Linked DNA regions of Zea mays: region 2 is linked to region 1. Evidence: chromatin contacts called from public Hi-C data. All regions are on one chromosome and are shown on one strand. The core of a region is the stretch at or near the end of the contact, and the rest is flanking DNA. Distances in the headings are between cores, read along the strand shown.

Evidence for each region. A called contact is a pair of places that touch in the nucleus more often than the background predicts.
Region 2: a contact with region 1 is called in a Hi-C map of leaf, with 2.0 times the contacts expected there. The contact joins the promoter of LOC100283050 here to the enhancer-like site in region 1. A contact is called at or near these places in 4 of 25 Hi-C or Micro-C datasets (ear, endosperm, leaf and 1 more).

What each region holds. Positions count from the first base shown.
Region 1 is chr1:205,193,705-205,201,391 of Zm-B73-REFERENCE-NAM-5.0, reverse strand. No RefSeq gene overlaps it. Among protein-coding and RNA genes, the nearest start is that of LOC103645214, 8.4 kb to the left of the region's middle. Within about 2 kb of position 4,276, at least 17 of the 20 cell types and tissues checked have an H3K27ac peak or open chromatin away from gene starts, as enhancers often do. A contact at or near this core is called in ear, leaf and tassel, where this site is marked.
Region 2 is chr1:205,230,272-205,237,958 of Zm-B73-REFERENCE-NAM-5.0, reverse strand. It overlaps LOC100283050, which reads left to right and starts at 3,691. Exons shown (of 1, transcript NM_001155952.2): 1 at 3,691-5,447. The coding sequence starts at 4,142. The coding sequence ends at 5,068.

The DNA of each region.
Region 1 (7,687 bases), core at 3,027-5,526:
ACATTAACATGTCCTTGGTCCTCGGAGCCAGAAGAGTCATATGTCTTGACCACTAGACTACTAGTGATGATCATTTGTGATAGAAATATGAAGATCTTGTAGAGACCTGTTGTATCCTCTCTACTCCTGATGATTTCTTCATATGAGGGCAGTAATATTTGTTGTTAAAGATGGATCCTGGCGGACACCAGTCCTATTTTCATTCTTGCCAAGCAGTTATCATCATTTGCTTCATCAAAAGCTAGTTACATGGTGATTTTCCCAGATAAAAAGTGAATTCTTGGCCTTGTCTGTTCTATTCCAAAGCTTCTCTTTTTGCTGAACAATGAAGAGATCAAAATAATGCTTTATAGAACAAGTTGGTATATAATATGAGGAGAAATATTTGCCCTGCTGGCAACACCATAAATATTTGACTATTGTTATAAGTTCTCTCCCAAAATTATAATACCTAAAAAAAATGTTGCATAACTTGAAACCCGATTTCAGACCGGTATGAGTAATTGGGTAAACAATGGGCAATGGTAAAACGAGTTGGACTATACATCTCTGCATAACAAAAATATCTACTTGGCAGCATTGGCATTACGCCGTGCACTTTACTACCAATATAAACACACACATTTTTCCTATGTGCCTCAAAGCACAATGCAACCAGTGAATGACTTTGTGAGCGTTAGACCCTGATGGTCATTTTACTTGTTGATCTGAAGTCAACTAATGGCTCCAAACAAATGGTATGCATGAGCCCCTGAAGGACCCTTATGGATAAAATAGTGTTGCGCATATCAGTCTAAATCTTAAAGATTGACTATGCATTTGGTAGTAATAACAATAAGTTTGCAGAATTGTAACCATGAAGCAACTTGTTGTTGCGTGTCTCGCTGGATGTTAAGAATAACCCTTCATGTTGAAGGACAAATATGTAGTATTCATGCCACTACATTAATCTAAGTCCAAAGCTCACTGCATAAAACCTCTCTCTGTAATGTGCGTAAGATTTCCCAAATAAATCACCACAATAGCATACATTGCCCACAACTAGATGATTGTGGTTGGGGATTTTATCTGTATGCTTTTAAAACATCTCGGCATTAGGGGGAGGAATGCCCATATAGTGTAATGCCTCAATATTCTATAAAACGCACAAAAGCTAAACTGAACCTGTCGTTCGGTGTGTACTCCTATGTATATGGAGTTTGCCAGAAATCGTTGAGGAGTAACCATATTGGTCTGAATGCTTCTACCTGATGTAGATGTGGATATACCCGGGATTAATATCATATCCACATTTGACTTATTGGTATTTGATCTATTCTCGGGGAAGCCTGCGAATATGATCCATCAGCCTTAGTCAAAGCATATGTTATGATTGCAGATTCACGTGGTCTGTGATAACTTTCCTCCGATTAATTCACCCTGATGGTGATTTGCCTCACGAAGAGGTTCATCTTAATGATGAAGTTCCTAGCAATGCGCGCAATATCATTGTGCTGGGAATACGGAACAATGAATCTTTCGTTTTTGGGAAACGACGAAGATCATTATTAAATGTGGGAGACAAATGTGTCTACATCTATCTTACCTCTCTAGATTGCAAACGGATCCAAAACAAAGTCCTAGGCATGAGTGCTTTAAGCTCTCTTATCGGGTCATTGATAAATGCAATCGAGGCTGAACCAATAATCGCAAAATGAAAGTCACGAGCTTGAAGTTCGGACATTTATGGGCACTATTAAAATAATGTGTGGTGAATGCGATGGTTCAAGTGGTCTTGTGAGAGACCCATCCCACATATGTGTTGAATAAACACTGTTCCGCTATGTAATATATCTGGCAAATGGCATAAATTAAAATATGCAGTTAATAGGATTCTGAAGATCCGTCATGAGATCCTAGGAGGACTCATATATTTGAATTATAAATATGCAACATATAAATCTCATACCGAATAATACATTCCTGATGAATGATCACTCTCCTATGTAGGGAGAATATCTCCTAGATGAGATTATAGTTCCTTAATGGAACCTTTCCAGAAGAAATAAAGTCTGTGTTAAACACCAAAGTTTGATAATCCCTATAAAGGGATAAAGACCTATACAGACCCGAAAAAGAATAAGATGAGGTACCAAAGGACTTGAAGTTCACGGAATAAGCACATGTGCATTCCATGAGTTTTACTCATGGTAATTTCCACTAGATGTGGAATTACGGTATCCTCTAAAGCCCTGATGGCAGAAACCTATAAGGTTTAGGTGTTACTGGCAACATATCCCCATTATGCCAGAATGACAGACTATAACGATGTATCTGATCGATGAAAAATCCCTGATGGATTACGATCTTAGATGGACTTTTGTTACACCATCATAGATGTTGCAATGGATGAACGCCTGAAGCGATGTGTCATATTTAGAATATGTACTATTGCAACTATATTATCCCCTAAGTCCTATATGTTATTTGCTTTGCACAACTATGTATAAATTGTGGTGTAAGATAGAAAATGATAGCACCCCAACCTCATCCATTCTCGTTATTCCAGATGAACAATGAGACATATATCTTGAAGAATATGTTTGAGTTATGAGGGATAACGACTTTGACAGATGTCATCGTCAGGGGGAGCGAATTCTTATATTGCTCACAATCATGAGACATAAATGACATATTCTATGCCCTGAAGGCATGAGCTTGATGATCAATATATGAACCTTTATGGAACTTTCTATCAAATATATAGATCCAGTCGATCGAACACCATCAGTCAAAGTGGCTTATTTATATTGATATGTGCACTTACCTTGTATATCCTAAAAGTGAGTAGAGGTAAAGTTCCTGAAATAGTCCTTGCAAGGATATACAATCTGTTTGCTAAATCTTTATGTGCATATACTTTCAGAAGAAAATATTTTGCCATATTGATACAGTTTTGCAAGGATCAGGGGGAGCACATTTCTAAACTTAGCCTTTGTAGAAGATTCAGTAGAATCTAGATCCCAGAGGATCGAAATTTGTCCCGATGACAGATGTTGTACTCTTTTTCTCTTGGTGAGTTTTCTTGAAGTTTCTCACATGAGGTTTTTAACGAGGCAACAAAGTGCAAATGCAATTTGTATCACCATGCACTCTTTCTCCACTTTTTCCCACTGGGTTTTTTTGGAGTTTTAACGAGGCATGTATTGGTCGCGGTATTCGCCCAAGGGGGAGTGTTGAGAAACCCTAATGAAGGGTTATGTGGGCAAATACCGAATATAGCCCTGAGGGCTATCGCGTCTCTATATATAGAACCTGTACCCCCCATATGGAATAGAGATCAGAAAGAGGCCAGAGGCCCAACCCTATATTCAGTGTCTCGTGTGTTTCCTCTGTCGTGCTTATGGGAAGGGAGACGGGTCCTCTACATCTTCTTGCGCCTCTACTGCTGACGGGAGGGAAGAGGGAGCGGATCTGGTGATCCGTGGTAACGTAGTTCTCAACAAAGAAAACCTAAAGTGGCGTGCATGCATGGCGACATGGATTCCTTGGGCCGGTCGCAGCGCGTCCGTAAGGTTCCAAAAGGCCCAGCCTCAGTGCCACTTACTGCTGTCCAATTTTTTAAAGGCCCCTTTACGCTGCAGTTTAGGAAGCGCTCCAATAATAATTTATGAGCTAACTTAAACATTTTATTTCATATTTTAACAAAAGAAACTTGACCAAATCTAGATTTATATGTGTATTCAAAATTTTATTAGAGATTATTACAATAGATCGAGCTAGTAGTAAAGTATGCTTTAACTGTTGCGGGTGGTCTTCAAAGACGACTGCGTGCATTGGGATCCGTCGCTCCCTGCTATAGGGCCATAGACAGGCACCCTACTAGGCCCGCCTTGTAGCTAAATAGTGCCAGGAGCAAGCAAGCAAAATGTGCGGCCGTGGCACGGGCACCCGTAATGGCTGAAAGACTCGTAGAAGAAGGCTCGGCAGCACCCGTATCTGCCAGCAGAGCAGCGCCGGCATCCACGACCACACAGCAGCACGCCACGTCGCCACCGACGCGGTGCGGCGTCCAACGCAGCCGCTGTCCGCTCCGGTGCCCACTCCATCTGTGGATATGAACTGTAGATGTAGACGCCCGACTGCACGCCACGCAACGCACTGCAGACCACACCGTCACAGTTAGGACTGCTGGCTCATCTCATGTTCCTTTCCTTTGGCTTGGCGGGAGACTGTAGTGGGCAAAGGGAGTAGTGACGTTCGGTCGGATCATTTGGCAGACTGATGAAAACGAGCCAACGCTCGTGAAAGTGGAATGCCCTGTTCCGTCAAATCTGGTGGGCTCACAATGGCCCCGAATACTTGCCGGGAAGAACTGGGCTTTTAGGCTGACGAAACGCCAGTGTCTTTTTGTTTTTTTCAAGGGAACTTTGAAGCCTAACAATGATGTGTAGGCCTGGCCTATTAGGGGCAGGCGGTCCCCCAAATTTCCTTTTCCGTGTGGTCCATATATAATAATAATATTGTTAAGTAACCCCTAGTTAAAGTTACGTGGGCAAATACCGACTTTGTCCCTGAAGGTCTCACGTCTCTATATAAGGAACTTATACACCCCTTCATAATACAGAGAAGAGAAAGAGACCAAAGGCCCAACCCTATACCCTGTGTCTTGTGTGTTTTTTTGTCGTGCTTGTGGAAAGGAAGACGAGTTCTCTACAGCTTCTCGTGCCTCTACTGCTAACGAGAGGGAAGGGAGCGGATCAGGTGATCCGTGGTGACGTATTTCTCAACACGTTATCAGCATGCTCTACCTCAACGTTGCTGTGAGATCAGATATGCATCAACTCTTCGTCAAGCCGGCAGGTCCTCCGGCCTAGCCGAACTGTCCTACGCGACAGACTTCGATTCCCCTCTACGCAATCGAGTGGTATGTGTTTCTAAGTAGATTGGATATTATCCTCGATCTCGACCAGCGCGTCGTTCAACGTCTTGAACGTCGTCTGCGCCCGGGCGTCAGAGGTCCACTAGGGGTTGTCGCGCCGATTAGGTATTACTGCGCTTCCACAGGAGTAGCGCATGCAATAACCGTATAAAGCGGTGGCTACATTAATAAAGGAAGAGAAAGGACCGAGTCACAACTTTTTTTTGCGTCGCTCGAGCGGGTGCATGCACGGCCGAGCTAATTGCATGCATGCGTGGGAGGTGGAGGTAGTTAAGAAAAAAAACTCTCATGTGCTCTCTGGTCTCTGCCGAACTCTCTTTTTTGTTGTTAAGAATTTGTGGCTAAAAATTGGCGCAATTGTCTTGTTAAAGTTTTATGAGTTTCTTACAATATAAAATATTGTACTATCTATATATAAATTCATGTTGAATTAATCAACTTTAACATAATTTTAATTTATATACATGCTCCATATTATTTATTCTTTTTATTTCCTATTGCAAATAACAAGTACAATAAAGCATGTTTTATGTTACAATTTCTAATTTAATTAATTATTTCCCGCAAAAAATAATTAGTAAAAAAATACATGTTTAAATATGGAAAATATTTTTTACACCTAATATGTTATGCTCATGCAATAATTTTGGTGTCTATTTTTCTGCTTTTATTTCTCGTAGCAGATATTTAGCAGCAAATTATTAAAATGCATGTAAAGTCTATATTGTCCATAATTAAACCGCTCTAAATATTTGTGTTGCATTGAGCTTCAGACTCACGCCGAGCGATTAAATTGTATAGTGGGTACTCGGGCGCACCGATGAGGTTGTGTTATTAATCGGCCGAGTTTTAGCATTGGCTAAGCATTGACTGCGCCTTGGCAACACGACGCAGTATTTGTGTCGTACGAACTTGGTTGCGTCATGTGATTGCTATGTAACACTCTCGTTTTATCGGACAGCTCCCCTTGAGTCGAACCGTCATCGCTGAGTTGCATATTTTTCGCATGCCCTGTAGACACTGTCTGTCTACCGTGATCATCGAGCCACAATTGCGCATTGTCGGGGACCATAATTAGGGGTACCCCCAAGACTCCTAAACTCGGCTGGTAACCACCATCAGCACAAGCTGCAAAGGCCTGATGGGCGCAATACAGGTCAAAGCTCCGTCCACTCAAGGGACACGATCTCGCCTCGCCCGAGCCCAACCTCGGGCAGGAACAGTAGACCCAGGTGGATTCACGCCTCGCCCGAGGGCCTCCTCAAGCAACGGACACTCCATCAACTCGCCCGAGGCCCAGCTCGGGCAGGCTTCGCAGTGAAGCAACCTTGGCCAGATCGCCTCGCCAACTGACCGTATCGCAGAAGCATCCAATGCAAGGATCGCCTAACACCTTATCCTGACGCGCGTTCCTCAGTCGACAGGGCCGAAGTGACTGCAGTCACTTCGCCCCTCCACTGACTGACCTGACAGGAAAACAGCACCGCCTGCCCTGCTCCGACTGCTGTGCCACCCGCCAGGGTGAGGCTGACAGTAGCCGAGTCCAGCCTCATGCGCCATAGGAAGCTCTGCCTCGCCCGACCCCAGGGCTCGGCCCCCGCCTCGACCTCGGAAGACGATCTCCGCCTCGCCCGACCCCAGGGCTCGGACTCCGCCTCGACCTCGGAAGACGGTCTCCGCCTCGCCCGACCCCAGGGCTCAGACTCCGCCTCGCCCTCGGAAGACGATCTCCGCCTCGCCCGACCCCAGGGCTCGGACTCAGCCTCGACCTCGGAGGAATCACCGCCTCGCCCGACCTTGGGCTCGGACCGACCACGTTACAGGGGGGTACATCATTACCCTACACCTAGCTAGCTCAGGCTACGGGGAACAAGACCGGCGTCCCATCTGGCTCGCCCCGGTAAACAAGTAATGATGGCACCCCGCGTTCTCCCATGACGACGGAGGTTCTCAGCCCCCTACGGAAGCAAGGAGACGTCAGCAAGGACCCGACAGCCCCGACAGCTATGCTTCTACAGGGCTCGAGCGCTCCTCCGACGGCCACGACACCAAATGAACAGGGCACCAACACCTCTCCGACAGCCACATCGGCATGTACATAGGGCTCTGGCTCCTCTCTGCTAGACATGTTAGCACATTGCTACACCCCCCATTGTACACCTGGGCCTTCTCCTTATATCTATAAAAGGAAGGTCCAGGGCCCTCGTACGGGAGGGTGGCCGCACGGGAGGACAGGCTGACGAGCAGGCTCTCTCTCTCTCTCCCTCGCGAACGCTTGTAACCCCCTACTGCAAGCGCATCCGCCCTGGGCGCAGGACAACACGAGCCGTGGTTCCCTTTTTCCCCCTTGTGTTCCGTCTCGCGCCGACCCATCTGGACTAGGACACGCAGCGACAATTTACTCGTCGGTCCAAGGACCCCTGGGGTCGAAACGTCGACAGTTGGCGCGCCAGGTAGGGGCCTGCTGCGTGTTGACGAACAGCTTCCCGTCAAGCTCCAGATGGGTAGTCTCCAGCAACCTCTCCAGCCCGGGACGCTGCTCCATTTTGGGAGTCTCGAGTTCATGTCCCTCGACGGCAGCTATGACATGGTACTCCTTCCTCCGCCGTGCGACAACGACAAAGGCGGCCGTCAGCCCGCCCGCCGGCGGTGGAATCGACGACGTCTTCCCCCCATGGCGGAAGAGCAGTATCCGGGCCTGTCCCGTCACCATCCCCGCTGCAGGAGGAGGAGGCGGGGCAACCATGGCCAAGCAGGAGGCGGCAC
Region 2 (7,687 bases), core at 2,442-4,941, 37 kb before region 1:
GTAACTATTTTTTGAGCTTCGGCTTTTGTTGTGATCATCATCGAAATTGTCGAACATAAGAAGACTGTAGACCCCACACTTGCAGGTTTTAACGAAGCTATGAAAAGGACCAATGTTGAAAAAAAATCACTGATGAAATGTTGGCTGGGCTATCTGGGGATTCCAGCGACAGTGATAGTTTTGATGTGGAGAGCGATAACGAAGATGCCGAAGATCGGCCATAGAGGCCGAGTCATGTTGTTTTTTGAAAAATCCATTGTTAAGCAAGGACAGATGGAAGCGATGAAGGGAAAATATTTCCATGATATATCCATTGTGAGGGCTGGGGAAGAGAGTATCGTTCCTCTTCCTGAAACAGACGAAGTAATGGTTTTTAAGAGTTTTATGAAGGCTGGGTTTTGTTTTCCCTTGCACGAGATGCTGGTTGAAGTGTTAAAGACATTTGAGATATACCTTCATCAGCTTACTCCCGAAGCTTTAATTAAAGTGGGGGCTTTTACTTGGGCCATGAGGAGCCAAGGGCTGGAGCCAGATGCCAAATGTTTCTGCAACATTCATGAATTATCCTACCAGACAAAAGCAACTGGGAAGAAACAGTATCACAACAACTTCGGGTGCTACAGCTTTGTGCACCGCTTTGATGTGAGGTATCCCGTGCCGACATTCCAAAAGAAGTGGTCGGACACTTGGATGAAACAGTGGTTCTATGTGAAGAATGATCTGAGTGAGAGGGAAGATGTGAAGGGTATTATCCAGCGTCCCATACGGTCACGCTTCGGCATCAGAAGGCCATCAATTACAAGTGGAAACGAAGTGCAAGCGTGTTTGATGGCTTTCAACACTGTGTGTACTTACATCGGTACCAGAGATTTGGTACAGGAGCATAATGCTTACAAGGTTTGGTCACTCGTTAATGACTGGGAAATGCCGAAGGAGTGTTCTGCCGGTTCTAGCGAAGGTGGCTTGGTTTACCTGAGATATACTAAACGTTTTAGAAATCAGTTTGATGAGCCAAATGATGACTGGCTTGAGGTTGTCGAAGCTACCAGTGACGAGCTGCTGGGAGCTTACACGAAGGTAGAGGATGAAGCTATGACCACTGCCTTCGGCGCTCACGGAAAGAGGAGGTTGAATAGAGTTTTTGATGTGATTGGATATTTTTATCCTGATTACTGCTTTCCTGCTCGAAAACAAGGGTTGAAAAGAAAAATGGCAGCCTCATCCTCTTCCACCGCGCCTAAGCTGAAGAAGGTTAAAATTTTAACTCATAGGCCGAGGCCACATTCTATAAAAAGGACAGCCGTAATACCTGATACAAAGAGGATAGAGATTGCTGAACAGGCCGAAGCTATCCCCTTAGCTTCGGAGACGATTCCTGTTGTGACGGTCGAAGTTAGTGCCGATCCAGTAGAAGAGTCTGAGATAAAGAGCTCAAAGGCAGAAGAGCAATCAAAACTGTTGAGTCCCCCAACCACAACTGGGTTGCCGAGGCTAACAACTGCTGTAACAATGATTCCTAAGAAAAGGAGGATGGCCAGTGTTTTGGATGTTGTTTTGAAGTCTACAAATATTCCAACTCCTGCTTCTATCGAAGCTCCCAAAAATAACGTTGAAGAGTCGAGAGAAGTACCCACTGCAAGTGCTTCTCCCACTTACACTGAGGCTAAAGCTTCGAGGGTTAAGCTAGCAGAACTAGCGAAGGAAAGTCTTCATGAAAAGCCAACATTGCCTACTCCTGAAGCACCTTCCCAAGTTGATTCAAAATATATTGTTCGTCATGCTTCGGGGAAGCAACTATCCGAAGATCAAATTGCCGAAGTGCAACATTATGCAAGGAATCTTAAATACCCTTGGGGATCCTTAGTTTATAGAGGGAGCGACGAAGACGACTTCCTTTACTGTCTACCAGACAGGAAGGAGATTGATGTTTGCCGGGAAATGATGGACAACATGGGATACCTGAAGCTTGAGCATGGTCTGTCTGTAATGACGAAGGACCAACTTGTAGATAGTCTCGCTTATAACAGCCTGAAAGTTTGTTTATTTTGCCTTCATATTTGGTAATTTTTATTATGATGAACGATTTTGTGGTGATAATTATTATCGTTATTTGTACATTCTTTGTTTGTCAGGGTCTAATTCTTAGCAAAGCTTTAAAGGCTCAGAAAGATGCAGAAGATGAGAGCAATCAGATGGCAATTAGAAACCTTCGTTCGGAGGTTATAACTTTGAGAAACGAAGCTCTCGAGAAGGATAAGATCCTGCTCTCTTTGGTGGAAAGATTAAAATCTAGTGAAGCTAGGCTTTCTAGCCTTTCCGAAGCAGAGCAGAGGGTAAAGGTGTTTGAAATGAAGCAACAAAAAATGTGAAGCGCATTGCTGACTTGGAGTATGCGCTATTTGTTCAAGTAGAATTGCACAGATCTGAAGTGCAAGGATTGAAAAAGAAACTCGATGAAGTGACTGAAAATTTCAATGTCGAGCAAATAAAGCGCGAAATATCTGATACTCAACGGCTGAGAGTTCAAAAAAATGTCGAGGAGCTTCGTCAAGCAAAAGAGGAATGCTACAATGTTGCCCTGGAATGTTGTAATAAATTGGAAGATAGCTTTGCCAAAATTGGTGCGTTCTCTACGGGGCAAAATTTTATTCGTGGCTATCCTGATTGAGTTATTCGGTGGATTAGCGGCGAAGCCGAAGGTTTTGAGGAGATTCTCGGTGATAGGGGAGACTTATACGCCTTCATCGGCGCCTGCGGAGCTGTGTCACTCCTTGAGAAGGTTGGCTCTGCGAGTATGCAAAGACTGTGGTTTAGCCAGGATTCTCGATCTCAGCCAACGACATTAAGAACCCTTCGGCCGAAGCCGCTGCGCTAAGTGGAAAGTTTTATTCCGAAGTCTGGTTGAGAGATGGCCGAGAGGTAGCTGACGAAGCTATCAGAAAAATGAGAAAGAGTCTCATGCTACTTTGGAAGAGACCCAGAAAACTGAAGAAATTGCAGAACGTACAAGACTTTAAGTATATCTATCGTGACCTAGCAGCTTCGTAAATGTACGGCAAAAGAAGGGAGGTACATCCAAAAACAAGAATGAGAAAATGTAAATCATTTATATTTATATAATGTTTGGGACGGACTTGGACTCTTTGTGCGCGAATCTTCTAGCGTTGTTTCATTAACATGGCTATAGAGAGATACTGCCTGCTCTTTTCTATGCAGGTGCAGGTCTACCCACGTCGAAACATATTAGCAGCTCCACTACACATATAAGCTGAGGGTATAATTCGCTATGGCGTACTAACCGGCCGGGCATTGAAACAGGGATCATCACGAAGATACGTTCGTGTGTACAGTAATAATGATCTACGTACTCTCTTCCTTTGTACATATACGTGCGATTTACGCGTATCATTACCCAAAATAGTGCGATTCACCCGTATCATTACCCAAAATACTGTTTTTACTGTAAATTGTATTGTTCGTAGAATAAAGTTTGAATATGATTACGTGGACCACTAAGAGTAAGTTGATGTCAATAACCTAATCAGTAGGCCAGCGAGGAAAAGAGCTCGAGCCTTCAGCAAGATCAGTAACCCCATTTTAAACCGGGCTGGAGCCATATCCCAACCGCAGCATAAACAGGATATAAACAGGAGCCAAAGCGACACCACCCTTTCGCTCTCGCTCTCGCCACAGGGCGACAGGTGCGCGTAGCCAGGAGACACGGCTAGATTGGTAGTAGTAGAGCGAGAAGCAGAGAGAGAGAGAGAGAGATGTGTTTGTGTGGCTACATCATCTCCCCAAGGGCACAGGCACAGGCACAGCAGCCGCTTGCCTGCCTGCAGGCTGCTGCAGGCTGCTGCCGCGCAGCAGTGCCGCTGCCGATGCGTCAAAATTAGCAGCAGGGGAGTGTGCACAGTTCACGGTCTGCTCTCTTTCTCTCTCTTCCCCTATTACGAGTCCCAGCAGCTAGAACAACACAAACCCTCTCCTGTAGCTAGATGTGTGGTAGTAAGCTCTCGCTGTTAACCTCGGCAAAGAACCTACTGGAAGTCGGAAGGGAAAAAGCAAAGTAGGAGTAGCTAGCTAGTATAGCAAACAAGCTCCCCCGTGTGCCGACGAGCCGCCGACTAGGTCAGCCGCCATGGACTTCGACGAGCACGATGACGGCGACGAGGAGATGACGCCGATGCCCGTGAGCTCGAGCTACGATGCGCCGATGCAGCCGGGGCTGGGACTGGGCGGAGGAGGCGGCGAGACCCCGAAGCACGGGGATTCTGCTGGAGCCGGGAGCTTCAGGACGCCGCCAGCAGGCGGCTTCGGGGGAGGAGGCGCAGGCGCAGGCGCAGGCGCAGGCGGTGGCGGGGCCACCAGGTACCGGGAGTGCCTCAAGAACCACGCGGTCGGCATCGGCGGGCACGCGGTGGACGGCTGCGGCGAATTCATGGCCGCTGGCGAGGAGGGCTCCATCGACGCGCTGCGCTGCGCGGCCTGCGGCTGCCACCGCAACTTCCACCGCAAGGAGTCCGACAACTCGCCAGCGGGAGGCGGGGGCGTCGCGCCGCCCGATCCCGCCGCCGCCCTGTCCCCGGCCGCCATCACAGCCTACGGCGCCGCCGTGGCGGCGCACCACCACCAGTTCTCCCCCTACTACCGCACCCCTGCCGGGTACTTCCTGCACCAGCAGCTGGCGGCCGCCGCCGGGCACATGCAGCGCCCGCTCGCGCTGCCGTCCACCTCCCACTCGCTGGGGCGCGAAGAGGGCGACGACGTGTCCGGGCTGATCGGCCCCATGGTGGTGGCGCCCATGATGGGCATGTCGCTGGGCCCGGGCGGCGGCCCGTCGGGGGGCTCGTCCGGCGGCTCGGGGTCCGGCAAGAAGCGGTTCCGCACCAAGTTCACGCAGGAGCAGAAGGACCGGATGCTGGCGTTCGCGGAGCGGCTGGGGTGGCGCATCCAGAAGCACGACGAGGCCGCCGTGCAGCAGTTCTGCGAGGAGGTCTGCGTCAAGCGCCACGTGCTCAAGGTGTGGATGCACAACAACAAGCACACCCTCGGCAAGAAGCCATGACCGACCGCCGGCCATTCGCTTCGCGCCGGCGCCTGCACTGTGTGCTAGCTAGGTACACCACCACTGATCGCATTGCATCATGGATCTCCTCCTCTCTTTCTCAGCACCGTATTGCTTGCTAGCCTTTTTTTTTTGGGGGTACTCCTCTCCTTGCCTTCCTTTTTTTAGAGTTTTAGCTAGAAATGTAAGCTAGCTACTTAGGTCAGTAGCGAGCAGCAGTTCTTGGATTTTAGCTACGATGGAGAAGACGGCCGTTGTTCTCTTGTCATCTTCATTATTTTATTGTACTTCTTTGGCTGTGTGTGTGTGTGTTTCGTAGATGAGACGATCATGACGTTGGTGTTGGGAAGGAGGAGGGCAGGGCATGGCCATTTGCCGATTTGGATGGATCTTGGAGATGTACGAGTCGCTTTTGTGTTTGCAATTTAAAATTTAGATCGTGTCTGGGGATTTGGGTTGCATGCATCGCCCCTCCTCGTGCTTGGGACTTGTCGAGAGCCGGGATTATTTTTTCACTCCGCGGCCAGGGCTCCTGTCCTGGGTCCGTCGTCCGTCCACCACCCAGGCAGGCTTTGGCTGCAGCTAGGGCAGAGGCAAGTTCATCATCGATCAGAACTCAGAAGCGTCTGTTCCTAGGGGTTGTTTGGTTTGGTGCCTAAGACGCCACAATGTGCCAAACTTTTCTGCCTAACTTTAGTTCTTCAATTCGAGCGCCTAAGGTTAGGCAGATTGTGGCGCCTTAGGTAGGAAACCAAACATGCCTCTAGTCTCCTACAGCAGCTTAGCCTGCCACTGCCTTGACCACATGCCAAGCGGCTAGCAGCGGCGCACTGGCGCATGCGCTTTCCAGCGTCACCGGAGTGTGGCAGGAGAGTAGTAACTAGGAGTACTGTGACCTGTTCTTGATCCGTCCGTCTCTCCATAACCAGCCCCATTTGCTTCTCAACATCTTCTCTCTCTCTCTACTACGTACTAAGTTAATGCTGGGCGACCAGCTTCACTGCTGCAATGTCACTGGCACTGCTCGGGTCCGTAACACATTTGATGCTCCCTTGCACAATTTGGGAGCAGGCAGCGAATCGAAGGCTAGCTGCTGCAGACCCGCAGTAAACGCTGATGGACGCGTGAGGGGCGCCGTAGCAGCATATATGAGCTGATCAATGAAGCTAGCTAGTGGTCTCCTTCCTCGCTTTTATTAAGTTTCGGCATCCTCCTCCTTTCCGCTTTTACTCCCACTTGTTGGTGGCGAGAGTAGGCGCGCGCGAGCGAGCTGCCGAGTTCCGCATTCAATTCCGGTTGTGGCCCTCGGCGCAGCATTTATGGCTACATTCTTCGCCATGCGATATGCGCAGCAGGAAAGCGTCGTCCATGGCGTCTCCGATCCGTATGGAGCTAGGAGAGCGGAGGCCAAAGCAGCCAGAGAGATTTGCCAGCCTTGCAAGCTCCCTAGCTACCTGTTAGCTCCATCTTTGTTTTGGAAGAAAGTTAAAGCACGAGGACGATCTGCGCTAGCTTCCTCTCTCTCTCTCTCTCTCTCTCTCTCTCTCTCTCTCTCTCTCTTCTCTCTCTCTCTCTCCTGGCCTTTTCCGCGCGCTGCCTTTGTTGCTCCGGGCGTCGCATGCGGCGGACGCTCCCTCCCCCGGCCCTGCGCTGCGCACGCAGGCTTTCCACACGAACGTACCCGGTCCGGTACCCGCCGTCGCGGCCTTCTTCCTCGGCATTCGATCGTCTGCACGCTCACGCACGCTAGGCTGGGGACGGACGGTGTGGAGTGAAAAGCGCGCGCATGCGGCAGTCGCAACGCAACGCAACGCAATGCGGACGGAGGTGCATATGGTTTCCTCTCCCGTCGCCTCCTCGACCGTGCTGTACTTTGGCGCGTCCCGCCATTACTGAATCCCCCCGCCCGCCCCCTTCCTTAATGGCCAATCCGGGGAAGCACGCACGCGCGCGCACGGCCCGCGTCAGCGCGGAGCGGGGCAAGTGCGCCGTGCCGTGCATGCTGTGCTGTGGGCGGTTGGCCGGTGGGCGCGCATGCAGGATCTGAATTCTGATGGATAGTGCAAGCTTTTGTTCTCTACTACTGCGCGGCTGGGGACTAGCTTGGGAGAAGAGAGGAGTGAAGGTGGCAGGAGTGGTCGACCGGGCACCGCTGAGCCTGAGCCTGAGCTGGCGGCGGGCTAGTGGGCTCTGTAGACCGGCGTGGACCACGGCACCGATCCGTGCCGTGCGCGCACGGGGCCGGGGGTCCCTCGGCGCGGCGCGGCACTCCGTCACGGAGACAGACGGGGCCTGGGCCGGCTGGCTGTCCGCCTACTGGGTACTGGCTAGGCCGAGCGGCCGGCGATGGCCTGGCCGCCACAGGATGGTCGAGGGGGCGTACGCCTGCCGTGGCCGTGGGGGGCCGGCACGGGAGCCGGAGGGATTCGCTGAGCTGAGCTGAGCTCCCGTTGCGCGGTGGAGTAGTACGTACTGGCCGGTTCCGACGCGTGCCTACGTCCGTGGTCCATGCCGCCGTGCTGAATGCCGGACCTCTGGACGCCTGGGGAATGGCGGGAGTTTGTTGTGCTCGCCTATTTGCTCCCACCAACTTGGAAATTTGCCCGACCGCATGCTCAG